2 separate regions of the Capra hircus genome follow, and region 1 is linked to region 2. Evidence: chromatin contacts called from public Hi-C data. All regions are on one chromosome and are shown on one strand. The core of a region is the stretch at or near the end of the contact, and the rest is flanking DNA. Distances in the headings are between cores, read along the strand shown.

Region 1 (5,946 bases), core at 210-2,709, 150 kb after region 2:
CTCGCTCCCCTCCCACCACACCCAGGGTTTTCCTCCAGGGCTGGGAAGGCTGCTTATAGCTGAAGGTGTAAATCCTCCGTACCTGGGTCTAATTTCTTCAGCTTAGCATTTACAGGCACAAGATCTGGAGTTAGGCTGCTTGGGTCAGAAGCCCGGTTCTGCCTCTTATGAACCCACAGGAGCTTTCTTAGGTTCTCCGGCCACAGTCTGCAAGTGGGAACAATGACAGTACCTCCCTCAAGGAAGAGAAGTGACTCAGAGCTGTGCATGGTGGGCCCACGGGGCTCCTCTAACCCCTCTGCCCTTGCCGCTTTTTCCTGCCTAGGTCTTCGCTCCAAAGGCAGCTCCCACACTAAATCAAGATCTTTACTAAATACTCATTTTCTCAGTGCAGCCCACAACGGCCACCCCATCTAAGCCCTCCTCTTCCAATACTTCTTACTTCTTTCCCAAGTTTTCTCCGCAATGCTTATTGCCATCTAATTCGATGATGTCTCTACTGTCTGTCTCCCTCCACCCACACTGGAATTCAAGTCTCATTTTTGTCTGTTTTCTTCGCTGCTGTATTCCAGAGACCTAGAAAAGTGCTAACACAGAGCAGCTCTCAATGAACACATGGAATGAGTGGAAACGAATGCCAACTTATTCACTATTATTTATTAGCAATTATCATTGTCATCAGTGAAGATCACCAGTAAAGTCTGGCATTATTCTCATTCCGGTGAGAATGAGAGAGAAGTTCAAAGTTTAAAACTATACTAGATTCTGCAAATCTGCCTTTGGGTTGTTTCTACTTGAATTAATAGACTCTCAAAACTTAGAGACATCCACTGATCGGGTGGCTAAATTCTGTTAGCCACAGGGCTGGGCAGATGGCCGGTCATGTAAATACATAAATCTGATGGGGCCAATAAGGAGCGGTGAGAACCCAGGAAGCTGGGAATGGGATCCCCACCTAAAGGCATTTAAATTCAAATTTAAAAATAGCCTATACTAACCAAACACGAAGATCCCCTGGAGAAGGAAATGGCAATCCACTCCAGTAGTCTTGCCTGCGAAATCCCATGGACAGAGAAGCCTGGCAAGGCTACAGTTCATGGGGTCACGAAGAGTCAGACACGACTGAGCGACTAACAACCAAACACATGTCTAAACCGCATTTCCCTGATTCCAGACTCTAACTGGAAATTTATCTCGTCACCCACTAAATCATCCTGATCTCAAACTCTCCAAATATTGACATGACCCAGAGCCCCTCCTTCTCCCACCGCCCTGACGTCAAGGCTCCCTGTGGGCTGCACAGGTCTCACCGTCAGCTCCAATCTTTTTCTTTTTCGAAACCGTACTTATGTATTTCTCTTCGGCTGCACGGGCTCTCCCGTGCTGCACGCAGGCTCCTCTCTGGCTGCTGTGAGCGGGGGCTACCCTCTAGTGTGGGGTGCGGGCTTCTCCTCGCGGTGGTTTCTCTTGCTGCCCGCCAGGGGGCCCTAGGGCACTCAGGCTTCAGGAGCGGCAGCTCGGGGGCTCCAGAGTTTGGGCTTCCTAGTTGCAGCGAACAGGCTTAGAGGTTCTGAGGCACGTGGGATCTTCCCCGACATGGGACCAGAACCTGCGTCCCTTGCGTTGGCAGGTGGATCCTTTTTCGTTTTGTTTCTAATCAGAGGATAACGGCTTTACAGCGTTGTATTGGTTTCTGCCTTCGACATGAATCAGCCACAGGTACGTGTCCCCTCCCTCTGGACCCTCCCGCCCACCTCTCATCCCTTCCCACCCCTCTCAGTTGTCACAGAGCGCCGGGCTGCTGAGCTCCCTGTATGACACAGCAAGGTCCCCTCAGCCGTCCACTGTATCTGTGGACACGTGCACATTCCCGCGCTGCTCTCTCAGTCCCTCCCACCCTCTCCTGCCCCCGCTGTGTCCAGAAGTCTGTCCTCTAGGTCTGAGTCTCTCTGGCAGGTGGGATTCTTAACCAACAGACCACCGGGAAAGTCCCAGGCAGTTCCTATTTTGAGGTGCTTTGCTGCCCTTTTAACTCTCCTAGAGTTCAGCTGGGAGCAACTCACCAGTAAATTCCCAAAGCCGAGCAGAGCTTTGGTGAATTAATGAATGACTGGTTGACTCAAACCAGTCACATGGGTGCGAGGCAGCTTCCTCACCTCCATTATTCAGTGTGCAGAGACCTCCCACGGAGGCACCTAACTTGCCGTTGGGATCTCTCTCTGGGAAGACTTTCCCCCTCACTCCTCCAGGGTAAAGGGTGGTTAAAAAGACACAGATTCACATCGTGAAAGGGAACTCAGTACTCTCGGCTGCATCTGTGTACAGACTGGGGTGACCCCACCTCCTCCCCGAGGACAGTGGGCGGGGACTTGCCTCGAGTTTGTATAAAGCCCCATCCTGGTGAAATTCCCAAACAGAGAGGGACTCCTCCCAGAGCACGGCATTTACTCCTAGTAACGGAGACTGAGCCTCCCCTCCCCCGCCAGCCCCCCGCCCAGCCGCCCCCCGCCCCCACCCCGTGGCATTCTCTTGTTAAAGTGGAAGAAGGGATTAAGCCCTTCCGCGCACACACACACATTCACACACCCAGCGTAAAACTGGGAAACGGAGCTTAGAAAGACTAGAGTTCTGACCTTCACTGGCTACGTGACCTTGACGTTCCCTGAGCCTCTGCCTTCTCCTCTGTGAACTGGGAAGAAAACTCAAGTGACCTGATTGGGTGCGGGGGAAAATGACAAGTGAGCCCGCCTCCTCCCCCAAGCTTTAACCCACCCTCTGCACTCTGACCAGACATGAGTGGTCCTTCTCCCAGCTCCCCCCATGTACACTCCAGCCCCCTCCCACATATACACCCCAGCTCCCCAGCCCTGATGTAGACTCATTAACTGTTACAGCCAGTGTTAGTCACTCAGTCGTGTCTGACTCTTTGTGACCCCATGGACAGTAGCCCACCAGCCTCTTGTGTCCATGGAATTATCCAGGCAGAATATTAGAATGGGTTGCTGTTCTCTTCTCCAGAGGCTCTTCTTGACCCAGGGATTGAATCCCAGTCTCTTGCATTGCAAGCAGTTTCTTTGCTGTCTGAGCTACAGGGAAGTCCCCAAAGCTCTGGAGATCCCTGGCATGGGGGATAAGCTGGGTAGAGCTACAAGAACTCCTTATTTTGGAGGAAGAACAGGTCAGGCTTGGCGTCTGAAGAAAGAGTAGTAGCGGTCGTGCAGTCTCTCAGGCTTTGAAGCCCCATGTCCCAGGCAAGAATACCGGAGTGGGTTGCCATTCCCTTCTCTAGGGGATCTTCCTGACCCCGGGGTTGAACCTGGGTCTCCTGCGTTGCAGGCAGACTCTGTACTATCTGAGCTACCAGGGAAACTGTTAGCTATTAACTATTACTGTTATTTAGGCTCAACCTGTGAACGAGAATGTGGAACCAAGACGGCCAGCCCACAGTCAGCTGGCAGTGCCCGCCACCACCCTGCCTCTCAAAGCAAAGCACTTTGAAAAGCAGGTCCAATGTGACAGGTGCCAGTCTATGCATCGTAAGAGAAAGCACGACTATCTTTGAACATCAGCCCACCAGCTCCCTGCTGCTCCCGGTTACTGGCCCCAGACCCCCACCCACCCCGCCCATTCCTCTGTAGGCATCATTTCAGTAGAAGTCTTAAAGGATCACTGCTCTCCAGTCCTGACAGCTCTTCCTCTCTCTCTGTCACTGACACTAGAGCCTTTCGCCTCTAAGGCCTTACGGGGCACGGGGAGAAGTGAAAACGTGTAGAAGTCCCAAGGCTGCCTTAGTCTATGAGCTTTGCCACTAAGCCGCCTTGTTAACCTCAGAGAAGTAACTTCTTTTCTCTAAACCGTTGGTTTCTGATCTGCAAAGACAGGAAACCAACATCCATTCATGGCTACCAGGTGTTTAGGCACACGTTCGTATTGTTAACTTGTTTGATCTGCAAAATGAAGGGGTTGGACTATGTAATTTCTGAATTGCTTCTGGGAAAGGTTTCAGAAGTTGCTTTCAAAACCACTGCAACTCTCAGTCCACGGAAGGGGCTGTGACCTCGTGGAGAGAGCACGGGGCACACACCCAGGATGGCCTGGGTTTAAACCTCTGATTTGTCCTTTCTCAGCTGTGCCAACACTGAACAAGTCATGTGGGCCCTCCGCACCTCAGTTTCCTCATCTACAAAATGGGAATGATAACGTTCCCTCATAGGGCTGCCTGGAGGGTAAAATGAGATGGAGGAGGGGGTGGGACCGAGCACTGCACTTCGGACACAATGGGGTTGCAAAGAGTCAGGCACTACTGAGCCCGCACACACACAGGCTGCAGTGTGGGTTCCTGCCTGCTTGCGCAACTACCTAAAGATTTGAGGATGTCTGTATGCAAATCATTTCTGCTAACCCCCGAAGGTTTTTGCTTGGGTTTGGTTTGTGAGAAGGAAGCAGAAAGTTGCATCTGACGGTCTAAAAGAATGCTGATGACAAAGGTTTCATTTCTGCAGCCCGTGCCCCGGGCCAGTGTCAGAGGGCCACTGCCACAGACCTGAGCAAAGTCGGCCTTTCCCTGGAGACTCTTCTGCCCAAGAACAAATATACTTCTTTCCACAAAAAAATTTATTTCCATTTTAAAAGCTCCCCTCCACCGTGCTGGGTGCAGTCCGGGATCTGGGTCACTTTCTCTGAGGAGCCCTCTTGACCCCCTCCTCCGTGTGCAGTGCTGGCCCCTCTTCCCACCTCTGGCCACTTGCCGTTCTCCCTTCTGCTCTGCTCTTCTCCACAGCATTGATCACCACACAGCAAACACACCCACACTCGCAGCCGCCCTGTAGGCACTGCAGGGATTAGGGCTGCGGGCGATGTGTTCACCGCAGGGTTTCCACTGCTGAGAACAGACCCTGCACTAGCAGGCACTAAGCAAGATGTGCTGGGAGAAAGAATCTGAACCTGAGTTATAGTCAAGCTGGCAGTTATGGCCAGATAATAATAAAACCCACTCCAGTGTTCTTGCCTAGAAAATCCCATGGACAGAAGAGCCTGGTGGGCTATAGTCCCTAGGGTCACAAAGAGTCAGACACCACTGAAGTGACTTAGCAAAAATAAAATACCACATGAGCCCCTCACTTCACAGCTTGCAAAGCCCTCTCACAGTATCCGTTTGATCCTGTTCATCTGATCCGCATATTCTAGGGGAGGGACCTCAACGTGGACATGACGAGTCTCTGGAAGACAAAGCAAGCTCTCCTCGTCTCCTGGCCTTGAACGAGTCTCTTCCCTTCTCCAAGCTCAGTTTTCCAAGATGTAAACTGGGTCCTTTCTGGGGCTCAGACTTTTAAATTCTTAAATCCTATGAGCTGACTGTTGAGCTTTTAAATGATGCTACCCATAAACCGTAATTGCAGAATCAGAAGAAGATGATGTGTCTGTCCATCTGACTCCATTTCCAGTCTTCTTCCAGACCTCACACCACAGGGGGACACTCCAGGTGGGTTTGCTGAGACAGACAGAAGCACGCAGTAAATTCTGTACAATGAGTCTGGTCATTATTTGTGTTATATGGTCAAGGCAATTCATTTAGTTTAAAAAGAAATGACTCTGTAATTGGCTGGCTTTGCACTAGTCTCCTAACTCCATCATCTCCAGGCGCTCCTCTCCAACCACCTTACACGGATTGCAGCCCTCCAGGCTCCTCTGTCCATGGAATTTTCCAGGCAGGAATACTGGGTTGCCATTTCCTCCTCCTCCTTCTTCCCAACCCAAGGACTGAATCCGTGTCTCCTGCGTCTGCTGTACTGCAGGGCCCCCAGGGAAGACCATCTTACATACTGCTTGGAGACTATATGAACAAAGCTTGCTTTCAGGAAATCAAAACCCTTCAGTGCCTCCCTGCTCCCTACAGCGCACACATAGAGGGGTTAGTTTACCACTCGAGGCCCTCCTCAGTCTCAT
Region 2 (6,254 bases), core at 3,660-6,159:
CCAGTGGTCAAGGCTCCAGGCTCCCACGGCAGGAGCCACAGGTTCAGTTCCTGGCTGGAAGGGCCAGGGGCTTCCCTGGTGCTTTAGTGGTGAAGATTCCACCTGCTAATGCAGGAGATGCCAGTTCGATCCCTGGGTTCCCTTCAAGCCCAACCAACCTCAATAAATTACGTATTTCTTTTAGGGACTTCCCTGGTGGGTCAGATGGTAAAAGCGTCTGCCTACAACGCAGAAAACCCAGGTTCAATCGCCAGGTCGGGAAGATCCCCTGGAGGAGGCAATGACAACCCACTCCAGTACTCTTGCCTGGAGAATCCCACGGACGGAGGAGCCTGGTGGGCTACAGTCCATGGGGTCGCAAAGAGTCGGACATGACTGAGCAACTTCACTTTCACTTTCTTGGGGAACTAAGATCCCACAAGCTGTGTGGTGAGGGCAAAAACATAAATCAATAAACTTAGAAGAAAACTAGCCCTGGGTCACACAGTGAGACAGGGACAGATCCAGGAAGCAAAGCTGGGACTCTGATTTTCAGTCTGGGCTCTTAACCACTACGCCACTGGAGTGCTGCTCAGAGGGCAGACAGAAAGACACGTGTTAAACCAGCTCCCAGGGGAGCCAGGCTATGAGGCCAAGAATAGGGAGCAAAGAGATATAAGTAGTTGCATTTTACTACTGAAGCCTAGATGAAGTGATCTTGAATACAGTGCACATATGAAGATACTGGCATTCTCCAAAACCCACAACCTACCCCAAAGGTCTTGCTCGTGTGTTTGCACTTTGGGGCACCAGGTACATTTTCGGAATCAGGGAACAAAAATGGACTGGAATGGATGAATTTAACTCAGATGACCATTATACCTACTACTGTGGGCAAGAATCTCTTAGAAGAAATGGAATAGCCTTCACAGTCAACAATGAGTCCGAAATGCAGTACTTGGATGCGGTCTCAAAAATGACAGAATGATCTCTTCGTTTCCAAGGCAAACCGTTCAATATCACAGTAATCCAAGTCTATGCCCCAACCAGTAATGCTGAAGAAGCTGAAGTTGAATGGTTCAGTGAAGACCTACAAGACTTTCTAGAACTAACATTCAAAAAAGGTGTCTTTTTCATTATAGGGGACTGGAATGCAAAAGTAGGAAGTCAAGAGATACCTGGAGTAACAGGCAAATTTGGCCTTGGATTACAAAATGAAACAGGGCAAAGGCTAACAGAGCTTTGCCAAGAGAACGCACTGGTCGTAGCAAACACCCTCTTCCAAAAATACAAGAGAACTCTCTACACGTGGACATCACCAGATGGTCAATACCGAAATCAGAGTGAATATATTCTTTGCAGCCAAAGATGGAGAAGCTCTATACAGTCAGCAAACATAAGACCGGGAATTGACTATGGTTCAGATCATGAGCTCTTTATTGCCAAACTGAGACTTAAATTGAAGAAAGGAGGCAAAACCGCTAGACCATTCAAGTATGACCTAAATCAAATCCCTTATGATTATACAGTGGAAGTGAGAAATAGATTCAAGGGATTAGATCTGATAGACAGAGTCCCTGAAGAACTTTGGATGGAGGTTTGTGACACTGTACAGGAGGCAGCCAAGAAAAAGAAATGCAAAAAGGCAAAATGGTTGTCTGAGGAGGCCTTACAAATAGCTGAAAAAAGAAGAGAAGCTAAAGGCAAAGAAGAAAGGGAAAGATATACCCATTTGAATGCAGAGCTCCAAAGAATAGCAATGAGAGGTAAGAAAGCTTTCCTCAGTGATCAATGCAAAGAAATAGAGAAAAACAGTACAATGGGAAAGACTAGAGATCTCTTCAAGAAAATTAGAGATACCAAGGGAACATTTCATTCAAAGATAGGCACAATAAAGGACAGAAATGGTATGGATCTAACAGAGGCAGAAGATATTAAGAAGAGGTGGCAAGAATACACAGAAGAACTGTACAAAAAAGATCTTCACGACCCAAATAATCACGATGGTGTGATCACTCACCTAGAGCCAGACATCCTGGAATGTGAAGTCAAGTGGGCCTTAGAAAGCATCACTACGAACAAAGCTAGTGGAGGTGATGGAATTCCAGTTGAGCTATTTCAAATCCTGAAAGATGATGCTGTGAAAGTGCTGCACTCAACATGCCAGCTAATTTGGAAAACTCAGCAGTGGCCACAGGACTGGAAAAGGTCCGTTTTCATTCCAATCCCAAAGAAAGGCAATGCAAAGAATGCTCAAACTACTGCACAATTGCACTCATCTCACACGCTAGTAAAGTAATGCTCAAAATTCTCCCAGCCAGGCTTCAGCAGTACGTGAACCGTGAACCGTGAACTTCCAGATGTTCGAGCTGGTTTTAGAAAAGGCACAGGAACCAGAGATCAAATTGCCAACATCCACTGGATCATGGAAAAAGAAAGAGAGTTCCAGAAAAACATCTACTTCTGCTTTATTGACTATGCCAAACCCTTTGACTGTGTGGATTACAACAAACTGTGGAAAATTCTTAAAGAGATGGGAATACTAGACCACCTTAGCTGCCTCCTGAGAAATTTAAATGCAGGTCAAGAAACAACAGTTAGAAATGGACATGGAACAACAGATCGGTTCCAAACTGGGAAAGGAATAGGTCAAGGCTGTATATTGTCATCTTGCTTATTTAACTTATATGCAGAGTACATGATGAGAAATGCCAGCCTGGATGAAACACAAGCTGGAATCAAGATTGTTGGGAGAAATATCAATAACTTCAGATACGCAGATGACACCACCCTTATGGTAAAAAGTGAAAAAGAATTAAATAGCCTCCTGATGAAAGTGAAAGAGGAAAATGAAAAAGCTGGCTTAAAACTCAACATTCAGAAAACTAAGATCATGACATCCAGTCCCATCACTTCATGGCCAATAGATGGGGAAACAGTGGAAACAGTGACAGACTTTATTTTCTTGGGAACCAAAATCACTGAAGAAGGTGACTGCAGCCATGCAATTAAAAGACGCTTACTCCTTAGAAGGAAAGTTATGACTAACCTAGACAGCATATTAAAAAGCAGAGATATTACTTTGCCAATCAAGGTCCGTATAGTCAAAGCTATGGTTTTTCCAGTAGTCATGTATGGATGTGGGAGTTGGACTATAAAGAAAGCTGAGCGCCAAAGAATGATGCTTTTGAACTGTGGTCCTGGAGAAGGCTCTTGAGAGTCCCTTGGACTGCAAGGAGATCCAACCAGTCCATCCGAAAGGAAATCAGTCCTGAATATTCATTAGAAGGACTGATGCTGAGGCTGAAACTCCAATACTTTGGCCACCTGATGTGAAGAACTGACTCATTAGAAAAGACCCTGATGCTGGGAAAGATTGAAGGCAGGAGAAGGGGACGACAGAGGATGAGATGGTCGGATGGCATCACCGACTCAATGGACATGAGTTTGAGCCAGCTCCAGGAGTTGGTGACGGACAGGGAAACGTGGCGTGCTATAACCCATGGGATCACAAAGAGTCAGACACAGCTGAGCGACGGAACTGACTGGAGCCATTTTAAAGGGTGAGAAGATAGTGCATACCAGGATCCAGGGGTGAAAATGTCCCACTGTCGGCTGGAGTGGACTGGCCATTCAAACCCATTACAGTTGCTGTTACAAGCTTTTCTGGGGCTGCGGTCCATGCACTGTTACTGGTTGTAGATGAGAATGTAGTCACATTGCAGCTGGTGCCTAGAACATAGGAAAGGAAAACAAAATGCAAGCTAATAGAACGGCACCCCCCACCACCGCATACAGGCCGTACAACAGACTTTTACCTATCACTTTTTAAATGTATCACAGTTCTTTCATCTCCCCTCCCCCACCTTACAATATGGCCTCTACACACAGATTTTTTTCTTCTTTTGCACCAGTGATTTGAACCTGTGCAAGGAACCTACCAGCTTATTTACCAAACTGATTAACAAGGAAGAGAAAGCAATTACAGAACTCTTCCTATTGTTTGCACAGGCTTTGCATAATTACTGTCATTAAGTGAGATTCTCTTTATTAGAAGGTTTCAGCAAGGATGCCCCCTTTGTATGACACTGTAAGAATATTCTAAGAATTTTATCTTTACGGTTCACAGGCTGAGATTTTACCAACTGGGGGAAAAAAAAGTAGTCCTCGAATTTTGATGACAGACAAAAGCCACCGATTTTTATTTTTCAAAGAGGTACATTAAAAAATTACTAAATATTGTTCATTTTATTTCTTATAGAAGTGAAGAATGATCAAAAAATCGGTGAGGACATAACCCCAGAGTAAATGGTGCTTTCAACTGAATATATTAAGTTCCATTAAAAATTTCCTACAGCAACCCCATTTTTCTCATTTTACTATAGACCAGGGAGGACGTCAATGGACCAGGAACTAATTAGTAACTGAGACTCAACCCTCCACATGGAAGCACAATATACAGGAGGCTACGTCTGGTTTTCCAAAGATTATATACAAAACCTGTACATCATTTAAAAAATCATGGGGTGATTCAGCAACACAAGAAAATACTTACAGGGTAACAGTACATGAAATAAATATACATCATACTACATTATGAAAACTAAGTTGTCTGTTAAAAAAAAAATCACCCACAAATGTAGGCTAGAAAAAAAAATCACAGAAAAAAATTTGTATTTGTCAGGGTTGCACAACTGATCAAATTTTTTCTTTCATTTGCTGTTTCCACCCTCACCCCACTTCCAAAGAAATACTGGAACTAAGCGAGTTTTAGCAAATTAGCATCTTCTGCGATTTTTCACTGTCCTGTTAATATTGATGCGTCCATTAGGGGGCAGTAGCGAACAGCACACGAGCAGAGTGGGCCGTGGTACTTACTACAGTCAACTGTGCACAGGATCTGTAACAGAGAAAGAAAACGGAAGTCAGTAGATTCCTCCAGCCTGGGCAAACTGCAAATCAGAAATAAAGCAGATGAAAATTTAATGACTGGGGTGGGGTGTTAAGAAATGCATTAAGCAAAGGCCTGCCAGCCAGGGTTAGGGTGTGAGGCCACTGAACGTGGGAATTCAGGGTAAGCGCCAGCCATCTGCAAACAATGGATGAACTCAGTTATAGGGAGACCAAACGGCTGTTGGCTACCCAGCGTTTCTTCCACTCCCCAGGTCCGCGCTCCTTCCCGTCATTACACTGTACTCTGAGGCAAAAGGACACCGCAACAGGAGTTGAGATTCTTTGGACCAAAAGAAAGAAGGCAGGGCCATCCCCACCCCCACCACCCCTTCCCCAGAGCCACTTTGGGTCGAGAACGGAGGATATGAAGCCAGACAGGTGGCAGCAGAAATCCACCGTGTTAGAGATGTTCACTGTGCAAAAGGTCATCTTCTATCAGGAGGCGGCAGGAATCTTTTTAAAAATCATTCGGCAAACGACTTTGTGAAGAATAAACGTTTGAACCAAAGGGTGTCTCCATCTGCCATCTGTTTAGATCCCTGAGGATCCTCAAAGATATTTATCAAGTCCCTATTATTTCCCCACACTTTAAAAGCCTAAATTAATTCAAGATTGTTCAACCTGTTGTTTAGTAAAATCACACCTTTCTGGTTAGTGGGATATTTCCAACTACAGCCCTTGTAAAGTGGAAAATAATCAAAAGAGACTCCAGTGGAAAAAACATCCTCAAACCTCCCATCACACTTAGAATAAAATGCAAACTCTTAACCACAGCCTACAGGTTCCCTCTGTTATCACCTCTCATGCCCTTTGCAATGTTCTTGAAGCTGGTTCTCCGCGGGAGCCTTTATGCACTGATTCCCTTCTCCAAAAACACTCTGCCCTCACCCTCAACCCCGCCGTCCAGACCTTCCCAGATGGTGCCAGCAGCCGATGGAAATGAGCCCCAGTCACACTGCTTGACTGCTGTGTTTTCTCCCAGCCTTCACCTGAGTCATCGTCAGTCTCCTCCGACTGAAATGCACACTCCAGGAGAGAAACTGCGTCTGTGCCCACGCCTAGGCTATTACACACGGTAGGCACTCAGTACGTGGCACGAAGGAAAGAACGAGCCTCTCATTCTGCAGAGGAGCCAATCTCTAAGGCCCAGTGAAGGGAAAGATTTGCCCAAGGTTCCACAGCAAGGACAAGGCCAAGGCCGGTCAGGTCCCAGGAGCCCGATTACTCAGCCCCGTATTCCTCCCACTTATCCCACAAGTTTGCGCTTATCAAATGGAGAAAACAAGAACATTCGCTCTCGTCTCATGAGGTAGATGGGCAGA

Evidence for each region. A called contact is a pair of places that touch in the nucleus more often than the background predicts.
Region 1: a Hi-C map of blood shows a contact between it and region 2, with 6 times the contacts expected there. The contact joins the enhancer-like site here to the promoter of PTPRJ in region 2. A contact is called at or near these places in 2 of 5 Hi-C or Micro-C datasets (both in blood).

What each region holds. Positions count from the first base shown.
Region 1 is chr15:5,328,987-5,334,932 of ARS1.2, forward strand. No RefSeq gene overlaps it. Among named protein-coding and RNA genes, the nearest start is that of NUP160, 92 kb to the right of the region's middle. Within about 2 kb of position 1,460, at least 1 of the 5 cell types and tissues checked has an H3K27ac peak or open chromatin away from gene starts, as enhancers often do.
Region 2 is chr15:5,175,944-5,182,197 of ARS1.2, forward strand. It overlaps PTPRJ (receptor-type tyrosine-protein phosphatase eta), which reads right to left and starts at 4,910. Exons shown (of 24, transcript XM_013969888.2): 1 at 4,858-4,910; 2 at 3,562-3,711. The coding sequence starts at 3,622.